4 separate regions of the Mus musculus genome follow, and all the other regions are linked to region 1. Evidence: chromatin contacts called from public Hi-C and HiChIP or PLAC-seq data. All regions are on one chromosome and are shown on one strand. Each heading gives the region's core, a stretch centred on a gene start, on an enhancer-like site or on the middle of the called end of the contact. The rest is flanking DNA. Distances are from core to core; before and after follow the strand shown. Region 1 has its middle 74 kb from the start of n-TGccc3. Region 2 overlaps Bach2 (BTB and CNC homology, basic leucine zipper transcription factor 2). Region 3 overlaps Bach2 (BTB and CNC homology, basic leucine zipper transcription factor 2). Region 4 overlaps Bach2 (BTB and CNC homology, basic leucine zipper transcription factor 2).

The links. A called contact is a pair of places that touch in the nucleus more often than the background predicts. HiChIP or PLAC-seq counts read pairs in DNA pulled down with a chosen protein or histone mark.
Region 2: a contact with region 1 is called in an H3K4me3 HiChIP or PLAC-seq map of bone marrow-derived macrophages, with 3 times the contacts expected there. The contact joins two enhancer-like sites. A contact is called at or near these places in 11 of 484 Hi-C or Micro-C datasets (CD4 T cells, CD8 T cells, astrocytes and 7 more) and 11 of 115 datasets of contacts at active chromatin or transcription factors (CD8 T cells, the NIH/3T3 cell line, VIP interneurons and 8 more).
Region 3: a contact with region 1 is called in a Hi-C map of forebrain, with 4 times the contacts expected there. The contact joins two enhancer-like sites. A contact is called at or near these places in 3 of 484 Hi-C or Micro-C datasets (forebrain and nephron progenitors), 4 of 115 datasets of contacts at active chromatin or transcription factors (embryonic basal ganglia, embryonic forebrain and embryonic stem cells) and 2 of 9 other capture datasets (embryonic stem cells and embryonic trunk).
Region 4: a contact with region 1 is called in a Hi-C map of embryonic fibroblasts, with 3 times the contacts expected there. The contact joins two enhancer-like sites. A contact is called at or near these places in 3 of 484 Hi-C or Micro-C datasets (the NIH/3T3 cell line, embryonic fibroblasts and nephron progenitors) and 1 of 115 datasets of contacts at active chromatin or transcription factors (embryonic basal ganglia).

What each region holds. Positions count from the first base shown.
Region 1 is chr4:32,302,108-32,305,823 of GRCm38.p6, forward strand. It overlaps a transcript of Bach2 not described here. Among named protein-coding and RNA genes, the nearest start is that of n-TGccc3, 74 kb to the left of the region's middle. RefSeq lists an enhancer at 1-3,303. Within about 2 kb of position 1,829, at least 247 of the 459 cell types and tissues checked have an H3K27ac peak or open chromatin away from gene starts, as enhancers often do. A contact at or near this core is called in bone marrow-derived macrophages, embryonic basal ganglia, embryonic fibroblasts and 3 more, where this site is marked.
Region 2 is chr4:32,553,758-32,557,473 of GRCm38.p6, forward strand. All of the region lies in intron 2 of Bach2 (BTB and CNC homology, basic leucine zipper transcription factor 2), which reads left to right. Among named protein-coding and RNA genes, the nearest start is that of Bach2os, 16 kb to the right of the region's middle. Within about 2 kb of position 2,059, at least 10 of the 459 cell types and tissues checked have an H3K27ac peak or open chromatin away from gene starts, as enhancers often do. A contact at or near this core is called in bone marrow-derived macrophages and microglia, where this site is marked.
Region 3 is chr4:32,484,901-32,488,616 of GRCm38.p6, forward strand. All of the region lies in intron 1 of Bach2 (BTB and CNC homology, basic leucine zipper transcription factor 2), which reads left to right. Among named protein-coding and RNA genes, the nearest start is that of Bach2, 69 kb to the left of the region's middle. Within about 2 kb of position 2,036, at least 54 of the 459 cell types and tissues checked have an H3K27ac peak or open chromatin away from gene starts, as enhancers often do. A contact at or near this core is called in embryonic basal ganglia, embryonic forebrain and forebrain, where this site is marked.
Region 4 is chr4:32,464,348-32,468,063 of GRCm38.p6, forward strand. The region is part of intron 1 of Bach2 (BTB and CNC homology, basic leucine zipper transcription factor 2); the gene reads left to right. Among named protein-coding and RNA genes, the nearest start is that of Bach2, 49 kb to the left of the region's middle. Within about 2 kb of position 1,839, at least 38 of the 459 cell types and tissues checked have an H3K27ac peak or open chromatin away from gene starts, as enhancers often do. A contact at or near this core is called in embryonic fibroblasts, where this site is marked.

The DNA.
Region 1 (3,716 bases), core at 579-3,078:
AATATTAATCCCTAATTAATGATCTCTTAATGCAGCAAAATGAATTGCAATTTCTACAGAAACAAGGAGACAATTTTTATGTATATCAGATACCCCAATATGCAGTTAAAAGAGTATAGAGTGCTTCAAATCCTGTGAAGGCGAAGCTCTAGGAAAATCCTATCAGTTCCAACAGCATGTACCATTTCTGCATGCTGTTAAAGTGCAGGCCTGGGGAAGCAGCTATGTTGGCAGAGTACTTATCTAGCATGAACAAAGCCCTAGGTTTGATCCGCAGCACCACATCACCCAGCATAACACACATAACACATTTGTAATCCCGGCATCAGGGGTTCAGGCAAGAGGAGGGAGATTATTTTTGCTGTGTGCTTTCACCCCTGGAAAATGCAGAAGGAAGAAGGCATTCTTCGGTCAGTCATCAGTTGCCTGAAAATGGCTGCGAGCTCCTGTTCCAGAGTGCCTGCCTCATCTGTCTCCCTGTTTCGTGTCTTGAAGTGGAAAGAACCATCAGAAAATTAAACAATAGCAGTCGAATACCTAGGAGCAGGAGGGATTGATTCCTGAAGTGAGTCAGGGGTGTGTCATCCTGTGTGACACTGACACCAAGCTAATTGAATGTTGAGACAAACATGCGTTTGCCTGTGTGTGTGTGTGTGTGTGTGCGAGCGAGTGCGCACTCACACATGTGTGAGTTAAAGCCTTCCTGTCAGTATGTGAAGTGACTGTGAAGGGCACCACAGCAAACTCTGGTTCTATCAAGAATGTACCTATTTTTAACATGCTGGATCAAGTGTCTGCAGTCATAGGGGATGAGGAAGGAGTAGAGAATGTGTGTGTGTGGGGGGGGGGAGACTGACTTGAGGAGATTCTGTAAAGGACCCTCTGGCGTGTTTACAGTTCAGCTGTGCATTCTTAATGGCTCCACTGCTGCCAGGTCAGGTAACATTTTCTTTGCATGTGATGAATGGCAGAGAATTCTCTTGCAAGGGAACCAAGGAGCTGGGAGGGGGGAAAGGGGAGGACAGGGATAAGAAACACACAGCTCCAGAGGGGTACAGCCCTTGCTTTGCAGTTGCCTGTGTGGATAGAAACCAGATGGCATGCTGGAACACCCGCTTGGCTATCTGAGGAGCCAAACATATGGCTAATGGTGGGGAGAGCGAGCCTCAGAGCCAGAGCTTTGCTGATGTTTCATATTACAGATTGTTACAGTGTGTCATTACATGGCAAACCTAAGTGCTTAATACCCACTGCAGGCGCTGGCCATACACTTACAAGAAGGACTGTTAACTCTTTGCTGGCTCTGAATGGAGGAGTGACATCATCGGGAGACTGAAAATGTCTGGTGTGGAGGAGAATTTTGTAGTGGAAACAATATTGTTTTAAAACGTGAGAAGCCATCACTCCACTGAATTCAGCTGTGCTCTGAGAACCTTTTTGTACGAGACTTTATTTCCCCTTCTCTTCCTATTTCTCTTTCTTTCTAACACACACACACACACACACACACACACACACACACACACACACACACACACTGAGGTTGGGGGGGGTGCTAAAATCAAAATCCAGGCTGCGACACCACTCTGGTGGGTCAGACAGCATGATCACCTGGAAGCCACATAGCTGCACTCAGAGGTCGCACATTTGAAGTTTCTGTTTGGGAAGCTCTGGGCAACAGCAGGTCTGTGTTATCTGAGGAGCTGCTGAGCCCATTCATCTGCTTTTCACAGCCCGCTTCCTTTTATTTTTAGCCAGATCCGTCAGGCCTGACAGGCGGGTAATTCGAGCCAGAGGAAGGGCAGCGCTCCAAGTCCTTTCCACAAAGCAATTCTTCTCCTCCCTCCTGGGAGGGCTCCAGACTTGGCCTGCTTCGGGCAGATGGATTTGTTGAGTCATGTGAGAGAGAGCATTTACACAAAAACACAGTGAGGCAGTGGAAATGAGACAGAAAGAAGGAAGGAGAGAAAAAAAGAAAGAAAGAAAGAAAGAGAGAGAGAGAGAGAGAGAGAGAGAGAGAAAGAAAGAAAGAAAGAAAGAAAGATAGATAGATAGATAGATAGATAGATAGATAGATAGATAGATAGATAGATAGATAGATAGAGTAGAGCAGCCAAAGCAGAAAGGAGGGTGAGTGAGCCAGGGAAGCTTGTGGCCTGCAGCGTGCAGCCTAGTGCAGGAATTCTGCAGCAGTCAGTGCCCGAGGAATGCCATAGAGGCTCTTGTATATAAGGTAATGTCTAGTTTACTGCATGGGTGGAACCCGGCTAGACGCTTCCTCTTTTTAGCAGAGGAAAGCAGTACTGGGAAACTTATATGTATGTATATATATATTTTTTACAAGCAGCACTCAGTAACAAAGACCACACTGTGACAGTGTTGGTTCCAGTAGCGGTAACTGACCAATGGGCTGCTTTAGAGAAAAAAATGAGTTTGCTTTGTGATGTAATACAAGTTTGCTTTGTCTGGACGCCAGCAAGACTGAGGACACAGAGGAGGGGGAAGAGGAAAATTGGACCAGGACTTTTGGTTAATGGTTTCCAGAGATCATTGAGAGAAGTTGAGTGGAGGGGGGAAAGTGGATAATGTGGAGAGTTGCTGTGAGGTATACCGTAATTACGGTAGGTAAAACAGAGCTTTTCCTATGGCTTCCGTGCTCAAGCTGATGTGAACGGTTTTGAAACGCTGAGGAAGGCATTGTTTCCCCCCACCCTGCCAGCACCCCCACCATGGCACTAGTTTCTCCTTTAGCATTTGGACAGTGAGAAGAACCAGATTCTACATTATGGGAAGCAGCATTAACTTCATGGATCGGTTTTGCTTACTCTTGGTACCACAGGCCTTTAAAACAGTCCGTGGAAACGGTCCCCGCTGCTCATTCATAAAGTTTGAATTAGTTTATATACAATAGTGCAGGAATTCTCCCGGTTTTGCAGAATGAAAGTCTGCCTAAGAGAAAAACGACCAAGTTATCTAAGTGTGCGATCCGTCCAATGGAAGAAAGCACACAGTGCAGAGATCAGGAAATACATGGACACTGAAATGGAAATGGAGAGACGAGGGAGTGACTTCATAGACAGCATCCCCGCAACCTTGCATTTATTCTGAACTCCACTAGTGCAGCCTTCCCCGCCCCCTTCTCAGCCTCCCTAGAATGTAGGTCAACTTCACCATGGCTCCTCATATTTTGTTAGCATTTTAAAAGTTGGAACATTTTGCCGATGTTTTGAGACGGAAATGTATTTAAGTTGCCTGGGTGGTTTCAGTAATTCTGGAACGGAGCTCTCACATTCCTGCTGTTGCTAGTCACCAGTGAACTGGAGTAGTCAGCATGCAGAAACAGCTTCAACTAGAACAAGCACAGCGCTCACAGTGTTGCTGATCAGACGCTCTGACGCTCACACCCCTCCACGTCCCTTCACGCTGCTCCGGTGATTCCGCTGCGCTCTTACAGGGCCGCTTTGAGTTATTATGCTTGAAGGAAGAATGAGGACATTTTTGTGGCTGTTGTGCATTTTAGGAATCCCAGACTACACAGCAGCGACATTATCATTATTTTGAAGTGGCTTTGTTTTAACCCTACTTTATAACATCGAGTCTTCCCTCTCCAGCAGGGCATCTCTTACCGCGTGGCTGATAGTTTGGACCAGGTAATAATTATGGAGAATGCACTATAGCTGAGACCTCACATCTTGAACCCCAAGCATGAAGTAGTG
Region 2 (3,716 bases), core at 809-3,308, 250 kb after region 1:
TGCTGCTTGAGTTTTCATTAGCCCATCTTTCTTTTGTTAACTGCATAGAAGTGGGAAGTCAGAACCCCAAGGAATAAAGGGCTAAGGGTCAGTATTCTAACCTGTCACTGTCAGTGTGTTGCTCGTGTCACTGTGAGTTTGGTGGCCTGGTCTTACTACTCTCAGAGCTGATGCCTACAGGTTGGTGCTGCTGCCTCCTGTGTACCAATTACGGCTAAGGTCAGGAGCCAGCAGGATACAGAAAGCAGGAAAAGATTAGTTCCTGTAACCTGCCCGGTCTCAGTCCCACATGGAATGCCATATCTGCTCCTGATGTAAGATCTAGTACCATTGCGTAGTCGGGGCTGTGTATTCCAGGGCCACATAGCAATGGAGTTGCTTAGTACTGTTTATCATGCCCTTAGGACATTCCTAAATGGCCAGTGGGCTTTAACCTAGATCCGTCCACTTCCTTCACAGCGATGGCACAGGGCTTGTTAACAGCAGTGGAAAGGAACTAGTTTTCTATTTCTAACCACTTCATCCTACTTGATGAGCATTCCTTTTTTTAAGTACAATTTTATGGGTCATTGGAGAATGATTCGCTGCCTCCCACCCTTATTTTTTCCCATTATCAGAGACTTACTCCTTAGGAACAAAGAGTAAATGCCAGTGTAGATGTAGTCACAGCTTTATGATGGGCAGCTTCACCTTGCTACCTGGAGAGTTGCCATCTGATACAATGAGTGGATTTCAGTGCTTCCTCAAAATAGGCAGATTGTGTAGGCAGATTTGGATACATGGAGGCTAATCCAGTATGTAGACAATCCAGTAATTGATGGGTTTAGCACTATCCAAAATGTGTAATGGGCACTTTGTGTGTGTGTGTGTGTGTGTGTGTGTGTGTGTGTGTGTGTGTGTATGTACCTTTGGACCTTTGCCTGGGGTTTCTCCAGGGGCAGTTTAAATGTGCTCATCATATGAATGTACCCAAGACCCACAGCATAAACAGACGAACTGCATCCTAGTGTCCCAGTGTATGTGTTCTGGGGACCAGCAGACCATCAGTCTCTTCTCATGTGTGTGTCTGGATTTCTCAGCTGACCGCTGTTCACATACTCTCGAGATGGCACTTCTGGGGTTGTCTTGCGTACACTCTTACAACAGTAACTAATTTCACACACTTTGTACGGCCTCTACACATCTAAGCTTCAGTCACAGCCACGTGCTTGTCCGTCACTCTCAGCCCTAAGTCAAGGGTCCTGGGTTTACATCCTGCCTGCTTACCCACTAGATTGTACAACCTTGGATAAGTTCCTTTACCTCCGTGCCTCTCAGTTTCCTGGGTACGAGGTAGAAGCCATCATGGCTGCTTTACACGCCAGCACAGGACTGGCCCATGAGATGCTTCACAAGTTGTGGCTGTGACTCCCTAGACAAAGCCTTGCACGTAGAAGACGAGTACAGTTGTGTGTGCAAGGCAGGATTCATCTGGGTGTGGAAGAAGAGTTAGATGTCGGCTCTTGTGAAATTTTCTGGTGCAAACAGACTTTCCTGTCTTGGGCTTAGATTATAATTTATAAGCCAATCTCTCTTCAGTCTTACTGATTTTAAGGGGCACATTAATTTGTATGGCTGTCTCATGTATAAAATACTGTTTTGAAGTATGGCCACACTGTGGAATGGATGAATCAAGCTAACTAACAAATGCATTCGTTATCATTCTGTGATAATAACACGTGTGCTTTCTTGTCAGTTTTCAGGAATGTTCCATATTGTCACTAACTACTCACTGTACGGCGGCTCTCAGATGAACTGTTTATTTAATAGCTATGGGTTCTTTGACCACCATCTTCCAATCTCTTCTGCCATCTAGCCATCCCATCCGCATTTTCTTTTCTGTGCCTATGAAATCTACGCTAGACTGTACATGTGAGTGAACTACTGCAATCGTGCCTCTCCGTGCCTGGCTGATTTGACTTGTACAACTTCCCATGTGACCATCTATGTAGTTACAAATAGCAGGGTTTGTGCGTTTTATGCTCTATTGTATTCTACTGTGTGCATATCCTGTACTTCCTCTATCTATTATAGAGAATTAGCTACTGAGCATTGTGCTGCAGCAGTAAGTACAGGGATACAAACATACTGTATTTATTTCCTTTGGAAACACACCCAGCAGTGGGGTTTCATTTTTTACTTTTTAGAGAATTCTCAATGGCTCCTTTTCTCTGCAGCCTCACCAACACATACTAAGTTTCACCCTTCTAATAACAGCAATCCTGATGGGTTTTTTATAATTTTTTGAGACAGGCTCTCACTATGTAGCCCTGGCTAGCATAGGTAGACTTCCTTATGTAGACCAAGCTGGTTTCAAATTCACATAGATCTATCTGCCTGCCTCTGCTTCTGGAGTGCTGAGGTTAAGGGTCATAGCTGCTCTCTTACTATTTTTTACATTTGGTCCTTAGTAAATGTAGAACTTGCAGACATGTTCCCACATCTCTTTGTACTCTGTAATTCCTTTGTAATTCCTTAATCCCTAAGTAGAACCTGTCTTTATTATGATACATGCCCCTTGGTCTAGTTTTGCTTTTGTTCCTTCATACCCCAAATGAGGCAGTATATCCAGTATCCAAAACCATCATAGTCCAGACCAACACAATGGAATTCTGTGCACACTCCCATGCATTCTCTGTAGTTCGAGATCCCATGTTTGAGTCTTTCTTTCATACACTTTGAGTGAATATTTGTATCTGGTGAGAGACACAGATCTGTTTTCATGCTGTGAAGTCGTACAGTTTTCCCAGTAGCACTTACAGAAGTGATTTTCTTTCTCTGCTGTGTGTTTTTAGCACCTTTGTCAGATCAGCTGTCTGTAAATGTATGGGTTTATTTCTGGGCTCTCTGTTCCATTCTCCTGGTCTGGCTCTGTGTGATGCCATGACAGTGCTGCTTATGGGCTAATGCAGTTTATGTTATGTTTGTAAAGGGGGTAAGACAATGCTTCTTGCTTTATTTTTCTTGTAGATTTCTTTGGTTCTTCGGGATCTTTTGTGGTTCCATACTGTTGATAGAACTCTCTCCCAGGGAGAGACATAAAGCATTGTGTAGTCCTCCTCTCAGAGTCCTAATGACCAACGGAAACGTGACCCACCTAAAGCTCCCTCTAGAGAGCCATGAGTTTACAGCTTCCTTACAGAGTATAAGTGAGAGGTCACTTACAGGGTACGGGACTCCTTCCCCAACTAGCTGTACCTGATAACCCTTACCCAGCAGTGGTGTGGGCTTCCTGTAGCCCTATCTAGTATTTCTTGACTGATACATAATAAGTATATATACGTATAGTCAGAGATATAGAGAATATAGAATCTTTCTACATATACTATATATACATACTCTTTCTATTTCCATATATACTATATCTCTGAATGATACACACACACACACACTAACCCCTCCCCTAACCCACATGCAGAGTCCCCAGATGGGAGGAAGCAGTTGGATGTAGCTGCATACTCCAGCAAGAATCGCCTTGCTATGCTGGGGCATAAACCACCAACAAGCTTAGCTGAGATGAAATATTGCAGGGGAACACAGCTGAATGCCCCAAGATGGGGCAGTTGCTTGACATAGAAGACAGTCACTCACAACACATTCCAAAAAATAATAATAATAATTAAGAGGCATAACCAGATTTGAAAAAGCCAGCTACTGCCATGGAAGTCCCTTAAAAT
Region 3 (3,716 bases), core at 786-3,285, 180 kb after region 1:
TGGGATCTCTGAAAATAACTTACAGTGGGACAGATGCTGGGGTCCTGGTGATCCTAGGGCTTCAATATGTGAATCAGTTGGGAATACAGATAACTTTACTCAGTAATACTGTGTATCATAGGTGTTTATGATTTGTTCATTTTTAGTACAATAATAGAATTGTGGTATCATGTTTTATGTCTATTATAATTATATATATATTATATTGCAATTTTTACATTGCTTCTGTGGACTGACATTCAGTGTTAGGTTTGTGACGTCAATCTGCATGCTACATATGGCTCTAATTCGCTGTTATTCCATGTATAAATAAATAAATACTGTATACCTCAGTGCTACTGACAGGCATTGCATTGTTTCTACTAGAGGGTTATTATAAATAATGCTGCCGTGAATATCCTTATTCAGTGTTCCACTTTGGAACCTGGGAGAATCTCTACTGTAACCTAAGAATGGAATTGCAGGGGATAACCCATGCATGCCTTCAACCTCGCTAGATAATGCAAGTTGTTTCTAGAGATACTAAGACAAGTCTCATCAACAAGCAAGAACTCCTGTTGCTTCAGCAACAATATTAAATTTAATATTGTCAGATTTTCTACTTCTTTCCAAGCTGGTGGTTATGGACTGTCTTTAATACTTTATTATCTTTAGCCAGATTCATTACAGTTTGCCCTAGCATCATATTATATTTTCCAGATCAGTGTCTTTGTCAGCTTCTGCTTCTTCACTCAGATTATTTTAAATATGAAAAGTTAGAATGAGTCGCCATTTTCTCATTGGATACTTTGGAGTTTAGATCTTTTTTTTTTTTTAATTTTCATCTGTGCAAATGAATAAATGAAACAACCACCACAGATGCAGAGCTTCTCGTGACTGCTCTGTGTTCAAATCTGGGTGTACTTCTCAACTGTGAAAGTAAAAAAAACCATTGTCGCAAAGGTGCTAGTGAATCCAAGTTCCTCCTGAAAGGTCAAGGAAAATGGACTTTTATACTGAACTAGGAAACCTTTGAGAACTCTGAAGGACTTGATGATACAATTGCAATAGCTCCAGTCTTAGCAGTGCCCTTAAATTTCAGTTCCCTTGGCGCTAAGCAGGAGGCAGACAGATGGGGGCTTTGAGGAAGTAAATCAGAGAAACCTTTTAGCTGATCCACGCCAGGCCCTCCCTCTAGCTCTCTAAGGCACTAGGGACATTAAGCACTCAATGTTTGCATTAGGAAAGACTGAAGCTTTCTACTTTCAGTGAGAAGTTTGATGTGCTTAGAAAGAGTTTGCAGACCACACTAACACCGACTCTGACTCCGTTTGAATAGCTCTCTGCACTCACGAGTCTCTATAGACATGCTAACTTCCTCCTCTAAAAACTAACTCTTACGAATTTATAGTAAATAACTTTTTAAATGCTTGATAAGAGCAGAAATTCACTCGGCAATTACTAAATAATTTAGCATCTGATTCACAGAAGTGTTTACTTAATGCACTGTTTCTGGGAGCGGTGTGGGGCGCACCGAGTGAAGTGGTTTATAATTTACTCCTTTTCTTCACCCGCAAGGCATATTAATTTTTTTTCATCCCAAGCATTCTAGACATGACAGGTTGTCTGTAAAATTTAACATTCTACTTTTTTTGTGAATTGCCGCTTTTCTGATTCCCCACTGTGGATTTTTTAACTTTGTGAATTATACTTTTAACAGAGGAACTGTTAGACACTTCACTATCTGAATATGATTCAGTAATGAATGAAGAGCGGGTGAGCTCACAAGTGAGTCTGCATTCATTAATACGGCATGCTTGACTGAGAAGAGTGTGGCCTCCGTAGCTGCTTTTGAGGGGATGAGCATGCTATGATAATATAGTAGTAATTAGCTTCTCCTGCCGAACCATATGAGGAAATGATTGGGGTGTGTGTGTTGTGCACATGTGCAGCTGGGGTTTTTGGCATGCAAGAAGAATGAGATCAGCCAAAACCCAAACCAGAGCCTTTGGAAAGCTCCCTCACAATCTGACTTCAGCTAATGTCTACATACTTTAACACATTGTCTACTGCTTAGGGTAAAGCCTGGCTGTCAGACTCCTGCGTGCTATTCTGGGATCCCTGCTCCGCGCGCGCACTGTGAAGTGTTTCATTCTTAGATCCTGTGATCCCTGCTGCTTTGTTGCATTAGGTGGCAAGCGTTGCTTAATTAACATTAGGAACGAACGAAGGAGAAATAGAAAGCAGGGTGCTCGCTCCTGCAAGGGAGGAAGAGCCGAAGGCAGATGAGAGTTCACAGAACACACGTGATGAGGCCGGATGAAAGGGCTGCAGGAATAGGGTGCCATTGTGCTTGAAGAGACCCGGGGAGGGGTGGATACAGTCAGACATGTAAAGAACAAGAGAAAGCCAATTGGACAACTACAGCAGAAAGAACTATCCAAGAATCAGGTAACAGCATCCAGAAAAGTCACTAAATAAAGGTCTAGCAATCGTTTCCTAATAATGGATTTCAGGGTTTGCCTTGTGTGCGGGTTAGCTTTTATGTCAGCCTGACACAGGCTACAGTCCTTTTGGAAGAAAATACCTCAATTGAGAAAATGTCCCCATCAGACTGCCCTGTGAGCGAGCCTGTGAGGCATTTTCTTCATTGATGAGATGTGGATAGGCCCATCCTTCATGGGTAGAGAGACCCCTGAATGGGTGATCCCAGGTGCTATAATAAAGCAGGCTGAGCAAGCCATAAGGACCAAGCCAGTAAGTACCACCCCTCCATGGCCTCTGCATCAGCTCCTGCTTCTAGGTTCCTGTCCTGACCTTTTCTCAGTGATAAACTGATGTGGAAATACAATTGAGATAAGCCCTTTCTTCCTTGAGCTGCTTTCTTCTCGGTGTTTTATCGCAGCAATGACTAAGACACCTACCATGTGGAAGACCCTGGGTTCATTCCCCAGCACCACCCAAAATAGATTTCAGTTTCTACTGTTTGCTGAACAGAATTAATATTGTTTAAATGTCTTCAAATCTTAATTGATGGCTTAGCCAGAAGAGCAGATATCCTTGCGAATGTGACTTTTATAACATTCTTGGCCAACTGAGACTCCATATATGGCCCTATCCTCTCTTTTCAAAAGCCAGTTCTCTTAGGAAAAGGCTGGGTCCTCGAGACTCTCCCTTATTCCCCAGCTGTCTGGGAGCTCTGCAGCCTTGCCTGAATCCTGGAATATGGTAATCCAGTCTCTGCCTTGTTTTGCCAACTATTAACTTCCTCGTGGGACATGATTCTTGTCCTCCTCTCCAAAGTGGTTAGGACCTCAGTCAGGTCTCAGTGGAATCTCAGCTGAATTTCCCTGGTGACATATCTGCAGTTCATATTTGCTTGCTCAGGCGATGTTCCCAGAACGGACCCTCCAGGTTAAGGTGAAGCCACCAACAGCGTGACTTCTCCATGTTGCTCCCAGAAGCCCTTCACACTTGGGTCCCCATGTCCTACAAGGAACTTAGTTCAAGAAAGTTACTGCCCTATCAAGGAATATCGGGGTGCATCCTGACAGGAGTTCCTAATTTGGGCTCTGCAGAGCAGGAGACTGGAATCCTGCTTTCTCCCCCAACCCTAGAGAAACCTTTGTACATTGTCTACTTCATTTCTTAGAACCACCTCTTCAGAGACAACTTTTTATTTGATGCAACTTCTGCGACAATTAAACTGCACTCATAAATTGTCTTCAAAGGGCCTA
Region 4 (3,716 bases), core at 589-3,088, 160 kb after region 1:
GTACTCTACCCCCTTCTTGATTTCAAACACGTTGTGCACATGGTTCATCTCATTTCTTCCCGAGACTCACTCTGGTGATCTCTGCCTCCCCCTACACACTTACAAGATGTTCACTGGGAGAAGTGCTTAGCTACAAAGCTGCCTAAAGTAAGCTGGGGTACCCCACAGGTACAGGGCAGCTGCTCCAGACACCTCCTGTGGGCAGTTCTGAGGCCAAAGGGGAAAAAAATCTAAATGGACCATCTCTGCAGGAAGAAAATAAAATTCTTTGTATTCTCCTTCCTGAACGTGTTTCTCTTATGTCCAATTTCTGATAGACTCCAATTATATCAACTTGTCGACCTCCTCCTTCCTGCCTACATACTTGCTTATTCATTCACCCAGGCCACGTGAGCTCGCTCCCAGGATGATCTCATCCAGTTGTGTGGGTTTTAAATCATCTCTAGACTCAAGGCTCCCACTTTACCTCTCTAGAATTAACCCTGTCCCCTGGTCCTTTTGATCCCTTCCTAGGGCCATCCATGGGATGTTGAGTCTGAGCACACCTCCTCTCACTCCCAAACCCGAGCCTCTCCCTGGGGTTTCCCGTTCACCAAAGCCACCCCGGGCCATCTGGTCACTTACTTGGAACTTCTCAGAGCCATCATTAACTCTATTCCTTTACTTCCTCCACCTACTCATTAGCACATCTTACCAGTCGCACTTTCTAAGCACTTGTGGAACCCGGCCACTTTGCCATCTTTTTTGCTGTTTCCTCCCTCTTCTGATCCATCAGCTAGACCGTTTGCTAATACTACCCAGGAGCTTCCACCATGCCTCCCTGCCAGCCCATTCCACTTAAACATCAAAGTGATCATTTTGAAGCATAAATGAAATCCTATACAACTCACCCACTATTGTTATACATAGACTTCAGACTACTCGCAAACCTCCACGTACCCTGCCAGCGCTTCACCTTTGTAACCCTCTCTGTCCATGACCTCCAGCCACTCTGGAAGGTTAGCATAGTGTCAAGCCTGCTCATTCTATAAAGTTGTTGAACAAGCCACTTATTTTGCTCTCTGAAATCTACATGGTCTGCTCACTCGAGTCACACAGAATCTGCTCAAGGGACTTACTGTGACCAAGATGCCAAATGCAAGACCCCATCCCGAGTTCATCCACTCTCTTGTCATGCCTACACTTTTCTCTCTATCACATTCTGCTGGGAAACTGTCTGTATATTGATGTTTCTCCTGAGGGTAAGTGCTCCCTGAGACATGTTCCCTCGCTTTGTTCCTGCTGCATGCCCAGGTACCTAGAGGAAAGTATGACATAAGACATGGAATGTTGGAGACAGCCAGTATTCACTGAATGCCCATCTTTGTTGTAGGTGTTCTGATACAGTAAAAGAAACCAGAAGGAAAATGGGATTCTGCCCTAGGGAACTCACCCCTTGGGTGGCAGAGACAGACAAGTACGCATCTCTGTGGTTCTGTGGCTGGGTAGTGTAGCTCCAGCTTGAAACCCCCAACTGTGCCCGCAGGAATCGGAAAGGTAGCCAGAAAGAGCTGACATTTGAGATTATTCCTGACAGATGAGCAAGTGTTTTCAAGGTAGAGGAGAGTGGGAAGGACACTTCAGGTGTGGAAGTGGCAGGTGCAGCAGCGTGGCACTGGGATAGATAACATTCAATGGACCGCGAATGTGACCAGCTTATGAGAGAGCTCAAAGATGTGAGTGCTTGAGTCAGCTACCAGAAAGCAACAACTTAGTTTATTCTTGGCGCTGAACGTGCTCCTTGGAATTTTCCCTTTTAGTAAGCAGTGCCCGTTCAGATGATTACTCATGCCGCAGTTCTCAGAGTCATCCTTGTATTTTCATTCTCTTACACTCCACGTCTAGTCTGCCAGCTACACACCATCAGCCCTGCCTTCCAAATAGGTGCCACGCCCAGCCTCTGCTCGCCAAGCTTATATGAATGTCTGACCCCAAGCTGCACCGTAGCTAACACTTCCAGGCAAGCCTCCCTGCTTCTCTTATGACCTTCATGGCCCCATTCCAGTCAAAAGCCAGCACTGTCATTGTCAACTGCTCTTAACTTAAAACTGGAGGAGCAACGGGCATGGATCAACTACGTGGGTGCCTAGAAAAGAGTCTGTGTGTGTGTTGGGGGTGCACTTGAGAGAGAGACAAAAAGAGAGACTCTGCATATCAAAGTCTGTGTCTTGTATATCTATATGTCTTCTTCCTTCCCCTCCCCTCCTTCCATTTCTTCTCCTTCTCCTCCCCCTCCTCTTCAACCCTCTCCCACACCACCATTCTCCTCCTCACCTTCCTCCTCTTCACCTTCTCACCCTTACCATACTTCTCATCTTCCTCCTCCCCCTCCACCTCTTCCTCCCCCTCCCCCTTCCCCTTCTTCTCCCCCCTTTCCTCCTTACCATCCTCCCTCTCACCCTCCTCCTCCTGGCTCTCCTACTCCTCCTCACCGTCCTCCTCTTCACACTCCTTCCCCCTCCCCTCCCCTCACCCTCCTCCTCACCCTCCTCCTCCTCCTGTCTCATCCCCCTTCCCCATCCCCTTTCCTTCCTTCCCCTCCTCCCACTTTCCCTTACTCTCCCCACTGGCCACCATCAGATAGGAATCCTTGTTTCACTTCCAACACGTGTCCACTGGCCGTGATGTCACACCTCACACAGAGACAATGGAGCTAAGTGATTGTAGACTGAATCTCTTGAAAATGTCAGCCAAAATATATCTTCCCTCCTTTGGGTTGTTTTATCTTAAGTATTTTCTTCACAGTGACAGAGATACAACTAATATTATAAATGCAAAGAGCATGTGGTTTTTAAAAAAAAAAATCAAAATAAGCAGAAAAGTTTAGCTTACTTGATCAATAAAAATCAGGGAAGTGCATTTTGATATATAATGTGGTTGCTTAAAAGGAATCATGAAGTCCATTTCACTCAGATTTCTATAAATAAAATTTTAAAACATAATGAAATACATTCTTTTATGAGAATATGTAATTCAGCCCTCTGAAGTTTAAAGAGAAAGTCTATAAGATTGACCACTGTGGGAAAACATGGTTTGTTCTTTTTCTCACCTCCGAGACAAAAAGCCTCATAGAGGCAGCTTACAGGAATAAGAGTTGTGTCAGCTTGTGGCTTCTGAGGACACTGGTCCGTCACAGTGGGAGCCTTGGAGGATGGGAAGTTGCCACTGCCAGTGTGGGACACGCACGCTTCTGTCTGTAGCAGGAGTTGAAGCACAGCTTATCCACATCTGGAAGATGAGAAACCAGAGTGTTAGAAGGTTAGAACCTTCGAAGCTGACCCTAAGCATCTCGTGTCTACCAGCTAGTTCACAGTCCCTCCCAAATGCTGCACAGCCTCCAAAACAAAGCCTTCAATGAGGCACCGCGAGTTCACATGCAAACCCAGCAACCTCCCAAAACACAGCACCAGCTGTGGGCCATGCGTTCACATGGAAGACTTAAAATCACCAATGGAACTTCAAGCTTGTACCAGAGTTATAAGAACAGTGTCATGGGCAGATGGATTTTATTTCAGGAGTAAAGGATGTTACAATAGAAAAGTTTTAATATAATCTATCACACTAAAATCTACCTTATAATTTACTAAGTTTATCTTTTATACCAAACACTATACTGCTTTTATCAATTCTTTAAAGGTACAGATATAATCCAGTGTCCACTTTTCATCAAAATGTCT